2 separate regions of the Drosophila melanogaster genome follow, and region 1 is linked to region 2. A link is a contact called in public Hi-C data. All regions are on one chromosome and are shown on one strand. Each heading gives the region's core, a stretch centred on a gene start, on an enhancer-like site or on the middle of the called end of the contact. The rest is flanking DNA. Distances are from core to core; before and after follow the strand shown.

Evidence for each region. A called contact is a pair of places that touch in the nucleus more often than the background predicts.
Region 1: a Hi-C map of the Kc167 cell line shows a contact between it and region 2, with 2.0 times the contacts expected there. The contact joins the promoter of homer here to the promoter of CG11050 in region 2. A contact is called at or near these places in 6 of 107 Hi-C or Micro-C datasets (the Kc167 cell line, the S2 cell line and embryonic mesoderm).

Annotation. Positions count from the first base shown.
Region 1 is chr2L:6,718,187-6,724,905 of dm6, forward strand. homer (homer,) reads right to left here and starts at 5,173. Exons shown (of 7, transcript NM_001273221.1): 1 at 5,007-5,173; 2 at 3,956-4,244; 3 at 3,464-3,900; 4 at 3,332-3,410; 5 at 3,002-3,268; 6 at 2,811-2,945; 7 at 1,208-2,756. The coding sequence starts at 5,011. The coding sequence ends at 2,838. It overlaps Liprin-alpha (Liprin-alpha,), which reads left to right and starts at 5,717. Exons shown (of 15, transcript NM_001273224.1): 1 at 5,717-5,898; 2 at 5,992-6,203; 3 at 6,641-6,719. The coding sequence starts at 6,662. It overlaps Aatf (Apoptosis antagonizing transcription factor), which reads left to right. Exons shown (of 2, transcript NM_135222.3): 1 at 1-888; 2 at 951-1,203. The coding sequence ends at 1,053.
Region 2 is chr2L:6,608,843-6,615,364 of dm6, forward strand. CG11050 reads left to right here and starts at 2,169. Exons shown (of 5, transcript NM_135208.6): 1 at 2,169-2,426; 2 at 3,643-3,798; 3 at 3,939-4,436. The coding sequence starts at 3,724.

The DNA.
Region 1 (6,719 bases), core at 3,923-6,422, 110 kb after region 2:
GTATGATGATGATGAGGAGGAGGATGATGACTCTGAGGAAGAAGACCATAGCCAGGAAAGTGAAGGAGATGACGACGATTCAGAAGATGATGAAGCAGAAGACGACGCAATCAAACCCTCGGATGTAATGTCCAAAACCAACCATCAAGCTGAAATCCAAAAAGGACTTGCCGTCCAAAACCAGCTGCGCATCTGGGAGCGTCTTCTCGAGCTAAGGATCAACACCCAAAAGTTCACCAGCAAAGCGAATCAGCTTCCTGCACCGGAAACTCTAACGAAACTGGCATCGGAAAGCGATGAGCTTCAGTCGGTGCTTAACGAGGCCCAGGAGCGTTCATCCAAGCTACTGCAGCAACTGCTCTCCCTCCAGTCAGCTCTCCACCAGCAATACTCCGAGATGAAAAAGTCGGTGAAGCGCAAGCAGCCCACAGAGGATTCGGGTCCGGCGGTCAAAAAGTTTGGTTCTGTGCTGCAGAGCAATTTCCAACAAATGATTGGGTATCGCAATGAAGTTCTGTTAAAGTGGGACGACCGTACGAAACTCCTGACCCCCGGAGCGGGTGTCAAACGCAAGTCCTTGCAGGAGGACTACGACATCATCAAAAAGATCGGCAGCGCCCTGGCGAACCGAGAGGCGCTCGTGGAAAAGTCCCAGACCCCAAAGAACAGCCAGGCGGAGCAGCAGGAAAACACGCCCGTGCAGCGATTGAAGCACATCTACGACGACAGCGATTTCTACCACCAGCAGCTGCGGGAGCTCATCGAGTACAAGGCCAGCACCTCGTCCAACATGAGCGAGATTACCAAGCAGTTCGTGGAGCTACAGAAGCTGCGCCAGAAGATGAAGAAGAAGGTGGACACCAGGGCCAGCAAGGGGCGAAAGCTGCGGTACGTGAAGCAGAGTAATATATCTGCAAGATTTACTCACGAACATTTAAATATACTTTCAGATACGTGGTGCACAACAAGCTCATCAACTTCATGGCGCCCAATGAGAGTAGCGACTGGACGGATGCCTCCAAGTCCGAGTTGTACAAATCATTGTTTGTCTAGACTGTAATAAACTAATATATGAAGTTTTAAATAGGAATAAAATCTATGAAATGTCATAATTGTTAATTGCCATTTAAAAGAATTATAATAGTAGCACTATATACCTAAACAAAAAAAATCAAATTAAAAGAAAACCGATTTTAAATTGTTCTTTACTTTATATATTTATTTATTTATTTATATTTTCATTTGTTATTTATTTTTAACTGCTAAATTTGTATGTTCAACATTTCATTTTCGTTAATTCTTATTTCTTCTCAACTGGGTTATTTATGCAGCAAGTGCATAACAATATGGCTTGAATATAATCGCAAACGTTCGAAATTACCGCTTCATAACCGATTCGTTTAGCGGGTAATCGTGTTTCGGAGATTGTGTACTGTTATGTATTTATTGCTGTCTTCATTCGAGTTGCGTTTTTAATTCGGTTCGATAAATATAAATTAATTTTAATAATTTTTTTATGTATTATACTAGTTGTCCGCAGACGCACATACTTGACTTTTATTCATTTACTTTGCTAGTCTCGTGAATTACTTGGATTACTTCAATCCATTTATAAAATGTTCACTTCGTTTACTTTAGTTTTATATTTAATATTGGTTTCTTAGTGTGTTCGTCGTCTAAGTCATTGTTAGTTATGCATACGTTAATTTATATATTTATAAATATCATGTATAATGTTAGTAAATCAGTGCATAACTGCAATAAACGGGAGCATTGTGATGATGCGGATTTGACATAGAATGGAGTCGAAATACAATTCAATAAATAAGTTTTTAAATTTTACGCCTATGATTTAGAGAATACAAAAGGTTCCATCTAAAAATACTATAAAAAGTTCGACACATTTATAAAATAATCTTTGTGACTTTTGTTCAATAGAAATGCTTGGGTTTTCTCTTTGGGAAATGAGTTTCGGGTTATATTCGATCGCAAGCTCTTATTAAAAATTAATTAACAATCAGCTGAAAGTGTATAGAGCACATAATATCATCGTTTACATTTACATACTAGAGATAAATGTATATTGCACTTTACTGCGCACGAGAATCAATCAATCTGGACCTACATCAGTGTCACAAGGACTCGAAGAATTTTGACGAAATACTGGGCATAGGTATACATTCAATTTGAGATAAGGAAACACAAATATCCAATAATGTTAACAAAAAGAGGGGGTGCGTGGGGATTGGGGAAGTACCATGGCTGACTCTTAACGTTGTCCTTGTATACAAACTACCAATATAAAGATTACAAAAATGCCACTGAATAAATTCTCTCTACCTGCGATATTTGTTTTTCTTTTTGGGATTTCTCTAATTGTTAATGGAATTCTTCAGCAACAGGGGCAGCCCAGTTTTGGTTTTTGATTTGGAAACGAGTATGGTGGCTGTTTTGGCTCCACCAGAGCCGGCTGCAGCAGCTTCCGCAGAGGCTGAGTTGCGCCTGGGTGCCGCCTGCCGCTGATGAAGCTCTTGGAGCAAAGCCGAATGCTTGTCCAAGGCCTTCAGCTGCGGCATGTTCTGAGTCTCGTAAAGCGACGACTGCAGCTGAGTGTGTATCGAGGTGACGTTGGAGAGCGTGCTCTCGGCCTCTGCGGTTGGAAAGTTGCTTAAATAACGTTTACTTGTCGTGCTTCCTGTTGTTGTCGATGATGTCGTTGTAGTATTAATCATTGTAGTCTGTTCCTGCACTGAAACCTGTAAAGAACGCCAATCAACAAGACGAAACTCAAAAGGCAATGTGCCGCAAACCTTTCGCATAAACGCCAACTCTGTGTCTCAAGTGCACTTGGCAATTTGTATAAGACTCTCCATATCCTTCTGCACCCCATACAACTCCGAAAGATGCTTGGCAAACACACCATTCACCTCACTCAACTTTGCAAGCTAAAAACAAAGTTTCATTAGCAAATTACTCAACATGATTATTATGCTTTACCCACCGTTTGGTCATTGGACTTTTCACGTAGGCTAATATTGGCCGACTTAAGCTCAAGTTCCTGTTGCATAAGTTCCTTCTGTAGTTGTTCTGTCCGCGCCTTGAGCGTGGCCACCTCACGACGCAGTTCGTCCTCTGTGGCGCCTCCTCCGGCTGCAGCCACAACCCCGCCGCCCACGCACAGCTGCTCCATATCTCGTTTGAGGCGAATATTCTCCTCCTTGTAAGTGTGCAGCTGGCGCTTCCATTCGTCTACATTGGCAGTTGATTCCTTTGGGAGAAAAAGGCCAAAAACGATCAGTTTCAATAAATGTGAGCTTATCTTATTGCTTACCTGAAGAGCACTAGTCAGCCGTATATTGTTGTTCTTCAAGGTAGCCAGCTCGATTTCCCATTTCTTGGCATTGGCGCAGCTGAAAAGAAGGCATTATTGCCTTGAGCCAATGACGGTCAACGCTTTGCTTACCTTTGTGCCAGTGCCATTTTCAGACGCTCGTTCTCGTACTTAAGCTGCTGCTCGGCGGTGGCGCCGGCTCCAGGACCCGTGTGCATGCCCACAATGCTTCCGCCAGACGAGATGGTCACTCCACCGCCACCAGTTACCCCTGAAGTGGGCTGCGGCGAGGGCGTGGCCGATCCGATGTCCGCCTTGACATCGCTGGTATTTAGAAGCTTGTGGGAAGGACTGTCCGGATTGGCGTTCTGGGTATTCGTGTTGCTCATGTTGGGCGGCTCCACAGTGTGCGGATCGATGGCTGTGTTGTCGTTCTGCATGGAGCCCACAGCTCTCCCGGAAATGGGCGACGTGTTCGCCGAGGTGGTGGGCGTGACGGCATTCGATCCGTTGGCCGATTTCATGGCATTCTTGGTGGCCTCCTTGACCTCCTGGAACTTCTCTACGAACTGTTGAGCGATATGATTAGTATATAAATATGTGAGACATATGCTAACCACTCACCTTGGTCAATTCCGCCTCTGAGGCAAATCCCAAGCCGTACACCGTGTTTGCCCGCACATCGCTCCACTGGCCGAACTTCTGGGAGGTCTGGGTGAAGGTCATGTTGGGTGTGATCGTCGAGTTTATCACCGCCTTGGTGCCCTCGACACTGATGATGCGGTACAGATTTCGCGAGCTGTCGTAGAAGAAGCTAACGTTGACCGCCTTCATGCTGGCCGTGATCCAGGTGCGCTTCGTCTTCGGATCGATGTGGAAGACGTGCGCCTGGCAGGTGAAAATCGGTTGTTCGCTAAGGGTCATAAAGGGATTAAAGCGACAAGCGTGTGATTAATTAAAAATTCCATTTAGAGCAGGCAATAAATTGTGCTTCTGTGCTCGTGTGAGTAAACTATGGCAAAGCATTCTTTTACTGTGGTTTATTAGTCAACAGGCACTGTGTAATGCATTTATAATTAGTAGTCCTTAAGTCCCAGGATAATCCTCGTGGTCCTTATTTGATAAAGTAGGTCGATATATGTTTGTTTTTTGCGATCTGGCCTGATGCAATGACAGTTTGTTGCGGGGCGCAGGGCCCCCATCAAATCAATTCCGTATCCGTGGTAGCCTCCAGTGCCTTTATTTGTACACATATACATATATATATCTTATCTATTACCTATCCGCCGACATCGTTCGCTGAGCTCTATAACTTGTGTCTTCCCGTTATCGCTGGCGACTGTCGACCGCCGACTAAATTGCATTATGTGCTAAGCCTTTTCCGCAGCCTTGCTTGTGATTTTTGATTCTCGGGCGGAAAACACGCACGCACACACCTGCACAGTCACACACACCTGCACACCCACACACATGTAATTGGCCTGCCCACGCGTGTGCGTGTGTAGGTGTATGTTTGTGTACATATATATGTATGTATTTACGCCGCCCGCTACACACAGAACGGCAGCAACAACAACAACATCATAGGGGGGAGATGTCAGCTAGTTCGGCGTCGATTTTTCCCACAGTAAAAACGGCAGGTTTAGGCCGGTTTGGCCGCGCCCATCGGTCTTACCCCATTGTATTCGTTCTTTGGCGCTGACTGAGTGCTTCCGCAGCAGTTTATACCAATGCTAGTCGGTTTTACTTATGAATTTCACGGTTAAAAAAAATAAAACACAAATGTCTAGAGCTGGAACCAAAATCGATGTTTGTATGGTGCTATCGATGTTTTTACTGGCTCAACACCATCGATGATTTATTTATTAGCTTCCAAGCATCGATAACACATGAGCTCGTATAAGAGCAATGATTCTTATCGAATAATTTAATCGCTGTAAAGCGAATTGCAAATTAATTAAGATAAATAAATACTAAATATGTTTGTCTGTAAGGCACCATAACAATGTAATTTTTTCAAAAACATGTGTAGCTGTTGAAGCATTGCATTTAAATGACGGAAGTTACAAAATAATTTCAGATAAAAGTGATAAGTTTTTTTGACTGTCTAGTTGTGCGCCTACATGTAGTTTGAATATTTGTTAGATATGGTTTTCTTTGTGCGGTGTGGCAGCATTAGTTTTAGTACACATTTTTCTAATACTTGACGATAGGTCAAATGGCAACTCCTGATCGGCAATAATATTTGCATATAATTTAGCTTTGAACATAAATAGACTGCCACAAAAACTTTAAAACAACACATTTTACTTCTATATTTTTTGGACGAAATAGAACCACTGAAAAAATTCATGAAATGTAGTACATTTTGTAGTGAAGAACCAGGGTTGGTTTACGGATTTTAGCCGTTTTGCCATCTGGTAACACTGACCAGTTTCTCATCGTTAAAAAATCCATTTGGAATTCGGTTTATTTAATTAAAAGCAGCCGGGACACCTATGCGAAGGGCAAAAAGCGGCCAGAGTTGTTGTTGCTGCTGCTGCCCAGCCGCCGTGCGATCGATCGGGGTACGTGTTCCGGCGTAACGAGGAGTACGAGGCGATTTTCTCGCAGCCTCTTTTTTTTCACACGAACGCCGTCCCACTAAACCGAAATTTCAGGTGAAAAACTCATTGGAACGCATTTAAAAGCGGCGTAAGCTCGCACCTGCTGCTCGTTTAACCCTGTTTCGGGTATATGTGATTGCAAAATGCGACAGCGACACACCTAGGCACACAAAATATGCCAGTTATGCGAAAGAGAAAAAGTACTGTGCCTGTGTGCGTGCGCGTGTGAGTGTGTATGCCGTGCGTGTGCCCCCGCCTGCGACAGTGTGCGTATGTGTTGGTGTAGAAAACTTGTTATCAATGCGGCGCCTATGATAAGTCTCATTAGACATGTTTCTCCCACTATGCTGGGTATTTCAATTGGAATGGCTAGCGAACGTGTGTGTGTGTAGTAAAATATCCGGACTCCATAGAATGGACATTTTGTATGAATTAATTGAATTTACTTTATAAATTCAATTAACATAAAGAATTTGATTTTATGCAGAAGAAGCTACAGCATTAAGTATCTCCCATATGCGGAATCACAGACAAAAATTCAATCACGCCAATTCATTTATGATCAAGGATCAAATTCAAGAAACTTTAGAAAAACGCGTCTAGTTTTTGTGCTTCGGTAACAGCGATAGTGGTACAATCTCCGCACAAAATGTACCTACAGCCAAAATCCTGTAACCTTTATTCCCCTCTCTGTCTCGCACAGTCTGGCGGCCCCAACTAAATAATGTGGAACATGATGTGCGACGTAATGCCCACGATATCCGAGGATAGCATCTCGCAGC
Region 2 (6,522 bases), core at 919-3,418:
TCATTTCTACCATTTTAAGCAAGTTATAGTTTACCATCATAGACATGATATGCTGACTGAATCAGAAGTAGAAGAACATTCAATTTAAATCTACTTTTTTCACAGCGCTTATCGAGTTAAGTGCAGTGCTGGCCGATGCATAATTCAATTAGCATATGGAAGCAAGCGGAACACTGCCTGCAGGCACTTCCTGTGTCCAACATGACGTATGCGCAATCCGGCACAAAAGATGGACTTGGGACTGGGACTGTGCGAACCGGTGCTGCTGCTGTTTCGTTATGAATTACATTTCAATATGCTTCAGCGTGTTCATCATTTATTAAGCCAGCTGGGCAGGCGAATGCCTGGTTGCGAAATGCCAATCGAGGAGCAGAGGATCCTTGAGCTCGTCCTGGGACTTTTGGCTGCCGACAGGAAACTGAAATGCTACCGAGTGCTTAGCTCCGTTTGCAATTTCCGTTTTGTCACATTTGTCTAAGTGAATGGAAATTTATGCAGCTGCTCCGGGCAAATTATGCTGCCTGGTTGCTGGTTGCTGGTTGGGTTAATGCTTTATTCACGGTCCAGCGCTTAATGAAAGAGTCATTACACTCATTCATTCATTCAATCGCTGATTCATTCATGAGCAGACGAGAGCGCGTGTCCTTTGTTTTCCACTTCCCATCGATTCCTGCCTCGGCAGCTCCTTGTTGTTGTCGTTAATTAATTGATTTCCATTGATGCCGGGGTAGCATTAATCATACGCCGCGTTGGCCCATCGACCGTGGCAGACTATTGTTATTCCTTCCTTAGTGCCTGTCCTCCAACTTCTTCTTATTCGCAATTTTTCCTGTCATTCGGCGCAGGCTTTCAATTTCCCTGCAGGAATGCAGTTTTCTGTCAAAGTTTTTCATTAGCGCTTCACTTGCCAGTTACGCAGCAAAATAAGGAAATGGATGAAAAGTTGCATCTGCTGAAATTGAAAAATTTTTGGTATGCCCCTCAAAGAGATTCAGCTGCGCCGGAAGATAATCAAGTCCTTGGGACATTGCAAAAATAAGTTGATGTTGCAAAATCATGCATATCTATATCAGTAAATATATAAAGGATATATATATTCAAACTTCTATCTTTTTTGTTGACTGAGTGCTACAACTTTTCCTAATGCCATTGTAAAAGATTTTAAATTGATGATGGGTAAAATTGTGCAGCAATTTATTCGAATCAATTATGAAATTTGCGCAAAAGATTACACCAATTTAATTGCATACCGCCGATAAAATAAATGTTAATACATTTTCCATTGAGGATTTCCACAAACGCAGTTACAAAAAAAAATACAAATAAGCCTGCACTTTGACTGCTAGTTGACCCATAAATAAATCATTTCCGCAAGCAAAGCGCTGTTGCATAATAGATGCAACGGATTTATGTGCGGTAATGTTGTCTAAAATATGCATAAGTCGTAACCGTCGATTTAAATTTATTCATAATCCGCATCGCCCAACCGGAAGCCGTCCAAATTATCGCCCAGTCCCCCAAAAACGCGACTGCCAACGTGACAGTTGGCTGGAATCAATTAAATTGGCTTGTGGTCGCACTGCCCTCCAGATCCATTGGATCCATTTTGGGCTTAGTGGTTGACGTTTTGACAGTTTTAGTCTAACTCATTCCGCGCTTAACTGCCTTAGAAGCGACTTATTTGGCGACCTATTTCTGTCAGAAAGCGATTGCAATATAATCTGGAAAGTAAATAATTATAACAAAGTAGCTACACAAGAAAGCGGTTTAATACAGAGCTTGAATCATGAAATATTAATAAAAAACAGATACACAGTGGGTATTGCTTGGGTTAAATCTCTTAAGTATTTCGAAGGATATTTAATCCTTCAAGCTATATGTTGCTGATGCGAAATCTTTGCGAATTCAATAAATCATCACAAATGTTACTTCTTTTTAATGATTTAAGCCATAACCATTTTTGCCCTTTAACCCTTTAACTTTACTTATTTTACTCACTCCTCCTTTTTGTTGCAGTGTTAAATGCAGGGCGCTGCCAGACTGCCAGAAAATGTTTTCATCCAAGTTTATCACCAATACAGTAAGGCTCGGAGTGAAACCACGAATTTCGGTTTACCCAGCCCTGATGACTCAAGCAAGCAGCTGACCGCCGCTGCTCGATGGCATTTTGCCGTGACCTGGTCACACCGACGCCAACAGCTGCTCGCGGTCAGAATAACGAAAAGTGTAACCGAAAAAAGACAATTGTGCAATTGCTGCGAAAAGCCAACACAATTGAATAAAAGAGCGCGCAACATTGTTTATTTGCCCGTCGGCGGGCGAGAGATCGAGTGGATTGGTGTATTAAATTAAAAATATTCATCGCAGCACGATGCACAGCGCTTGGTGATGCAGAATGCAGATTGTTGAGCTGTTGCATAAATTCCGTTAGTAATTCTAACTATTTCGTTTTGTTGTTGTAGTTGTGCGCGTGTGCGATGTGTGTGTGTGTGGGTGTGCGATGGTATCTAATTACAAGCGCTGTGGCCGCGGCGGTCGCGTTGCCGAATCAAAAGAAAGCATTTCAGTTTCTCATCGGCGGGCGCAGCTCATAGTCGTCAACATTGCAACGAACTAACGGTGCTTACGTGCCACACGACGCACACAACGTACCGCCACGAATTCCCCCTCCCCGCGATCGAACGCCTTCACCTTGAGCTGCCTGTCAATTCTCGGCATCGCTTCCTATTTATTCGCTGCCCCTGTTCTAACGGAACTTCTTGCACCCAGGTAGCCGAACTACACACACACACACACACACGTGCATCAGAGAAACAGCTGCGGCGGTAAAATAGTGCGCAAAATTTGAAGTCGATTGTGTGTTTCAGCCATTTCCATTCCATAGGCACATACATAGGTGCAAACAAACTTTAATTTCAAACGGTTCCATTCATGTATAAATTATTTAATTATTTCACTTTAGTTTTGTATATCATAATTTACTGCAAACTAAGATTTAAAACTCTTGTGATTGCTTGGAATTCCTGTTAAATCCTTTGTAATATTTTAGTGTTATTGTTTTGAACCGAACTGTACCAACATACATATAAACATACATTTTCATGTTTATGTTTATATGAGAGACTGGGAAGAAAAGTGCCGACAGCTGATAAGAAACTAATTATTTTTGCCCATCGATTGCACTTTGGACGACCTATAAAATTTAAAAAGCAATATCATTTTCGACATTGTGTTTTGCAATAAATAAATAATTTTTAATTGCCTCAGTTCGTTTTGTGTTTTTGCGAAAAGTGACTGGTTGTGTGCATAATATACATTGCATCAGCCTATTGAAGTGGAAATATCATTAAAGTATTAATACTTTAAATTTTTAAAAATATATTACTTGTCTCGCATTTTTTGTTGTTAATTAGTGTGAAATTACAGATCAAGTGCTTTCAATTCGTTTTTAAGTAGATTTTAATTATGCCTAAATATGCATATTTCCATAAATCAACAGAAACGTAGATAACAGTTTATCCCATGACACTTTATTTCTCATTTTCTCAGTCAAATTAATCGCATGCAATAAAACTGTTCCGAATTGTTGCTCATGACAACAACACTTACGATTATGTATTTCCCTCCCTTTCTCACCTACAGACGCCACTTGCACATCACGTGTTTGACTCAGGCTACAAATTTGTGGCCCACGATCTGAATTTGATCTCATCTGTGGTCGCGATGTTCTCACTACAACTACAGCAGTTGCTCCGAGCGACAGCAAGCGGCGTGACGTCGGGAGCCACAAAGACACTGGTAAAAATAATTAGTTTAACGTATAATTAAAATCAATTTGCATGCATATTTGCTTAAAATTAATACAAGATTAGATTTTGTATTGCTTTTATCATTTAGTTTTACAACGCTAGATTTGAATAACCCACATATTTTTTCAGTGCACAGCCACAGCGTCTGCCGCCACAAAGCACTCTAGTCAAGCGAAGTTCGGCGACAACAGCAGTCACGGTTCGCCATCGCACACGGACGGTCGCAGTCACGGTGAATCAGAGTCGGATTTGGAGTCGGCGCACGGCCAGAATTTCACATCACACCACTTAGCCAGACGGATACTTCAGCAGCGCAGCCAGGACATCCAGCGCCACATCCACACGCAGTCAGCCAAGGGACAGACCAGTGCCAAGTCCTCGCAGCAACAGCAGCATCAGCAGACCGCCACCAAGTTCGCCATGTCATCGCTAGCAGCTGAGCCTCTGCAGTCGCAGAAATCGGATGAAATCACGGCCAGCACGGGCGGCGGAGATGTGGAGACGCCCGGACTGGGCGCATCCTGCCACGAGGTGGCCGCCGCATCGGCCAGTGCCGGCAAGAAGCCCTGCTTCAGCTCGGGCCTCGGCGAGATACTTCAGTTCATGGAGCTCATCGGCAACCTGAAGGTATGTGGAACTGGTTTGCCTGCGTTTTTTCCCGCTCCACTTGCGGGTCATATGCTCGCATCGATTTTTCCCGATGTCCTGCGTGTTTTGATTTTGCCACCAAGTAACTGGTTGCTACAGAACCTTACTCTTCAAAGAGATAACATTTTGTTATTGTTTATTTGGCTTTTAATGCTAATAACTTATATTAGAGCTATTTAGTGATCAGAAAAATGGAAAAAGTTTATTTATTTAGTATGTTGTTTATTTATGTATAGGTGTTAGCAATTTCACGTGTTATTGTTTATTTGGCTTTTAATGCTAATAACTTATATTAGAGCTATTTAGTGATCAGAAAAATGGAAAAAGTTTATTTATTTAGTATGTTGTTTATTTATGTATAGGTGTTAGCAATTTCACATTTGCTTTGCCTTTGGAATTTGTAAATTGAAATCCGACTCAACCTTTCCATCCGCATTAGAATTTTATTACGAAACCCTCTGGTAATAAACAAATTGCTTATCAAATTATTTCTGCAAAACCGCGATCTCAAGTAAAACCAGATAGCAAACAGAAAATAAACAAAAGAACGCAAGCCAACGCAAATAGAACGCAAAGATGTATTTATTTACGTTTTGTATAATCAATTCTGTTTCGCCTGCACTCTTTCGTTTTTCGTTTTTCACTTTTCTATTTTGTTTAGTATATCTGCGAAAGTATTGTATAATACCAGCGACAACCTCGCTCTTGTCCCCCTTGAACGGATTTCTATAGTCGGTTTCCAAAAAAAAAAAATATATATATATATATTTAATGTATAGGTGTATTTGCGTATATGCAGTCAAAAATGTTCTGCTTTAATTCATTTTGAATTAAAATTCATTTTTTGCTATTTTCTGTCAATTGTATAACCTATCTTATATGTGCGACAGAAGCTCAGACAAATCGCAAAGTCTAGCCATATAAAAAGGTATCTTTATATCTGTGGCATAAGCAAAACAAACAGCTCAAAAGTCCAGTTTCGCACGTTCTGGAACCTTTAGCTCAACTTTTATCTAATCGGGACAGTTCAACCCATCCACAAAATGACGAAAATCCCCTGGCACGGGGCTTGATTTCCTATCGACAAGCTGCAGAAAGTGAATCGTTTTGTAATTTGAGCAGCTGCCCCGTCGTCGTCCATGGGTGAAAATGTCACTTAAGTGAGCTGATTGTGTGAGTCGTCTAATCTCCGCAACAAAATTGCACTAGGTATACGAAGCACTCGAGCTAAATTTTCAAATTGCTCACGTGAAAGGCATATTTTGCTTGGTTTTTTTTCCCCCTAAATGTTTTGGATTCGCTGTGAATTTTCAGCTCGAGCCCCATGAACAATATTGTATCGTCAGCATTGACGTAAGGCGGGCGAGGAACTTGAATAAGCCACAACGAATCTTTCGGAACGTCAGGTTCCTAAATCTTCTATTATATATCCGATTGCATATAGAGCGTGCAAAGGCAGCGAAAAAGTAGGCAACCCGTGACTTTGATCTTGGCCTTCAAATTATAGACGCTATCTTGTAGAGCTGACGGATCGCCACAAGGGCGGTTGGATGGTTTGGAGGGGACAACAATATATTCTAGATGTTTTCCAAACTGAGCAAAGTGATGCGATACATTTCCATATTCAATATATACTGCTTTGTTTTGTTTTCGACAAAGGATTAGTCGCTTTGTTATTAGTTTACACGAAACACTAATAAATACTTTTCTTAACGAGGTTTTTACGATTTTAGTTAAACGGTTGACATTCTTATATATTTATATATATTCTATGAAAGTCGGCCTATCTTACATTTACCTGCAACATTTTAATTAAGCAACGTATCACTATAACTCACATTCTCTTTATAGCTTTATTACTAATAAAGTTAATATGAACTTATATATACCAATAATAATAACTGCAGTGTGAGCTCATAGAAAAAGCAAAGCAATCAGATAAGGTGCTTAATTCATTACGTGCCTACAAATTGATCAGCTAATCAATAAGCCCGATAAGACACGACCGATGCGATTGCAGCGAAATTGTGGCTTCTTGCAGTTTTATGAAGCAATAATATCATAA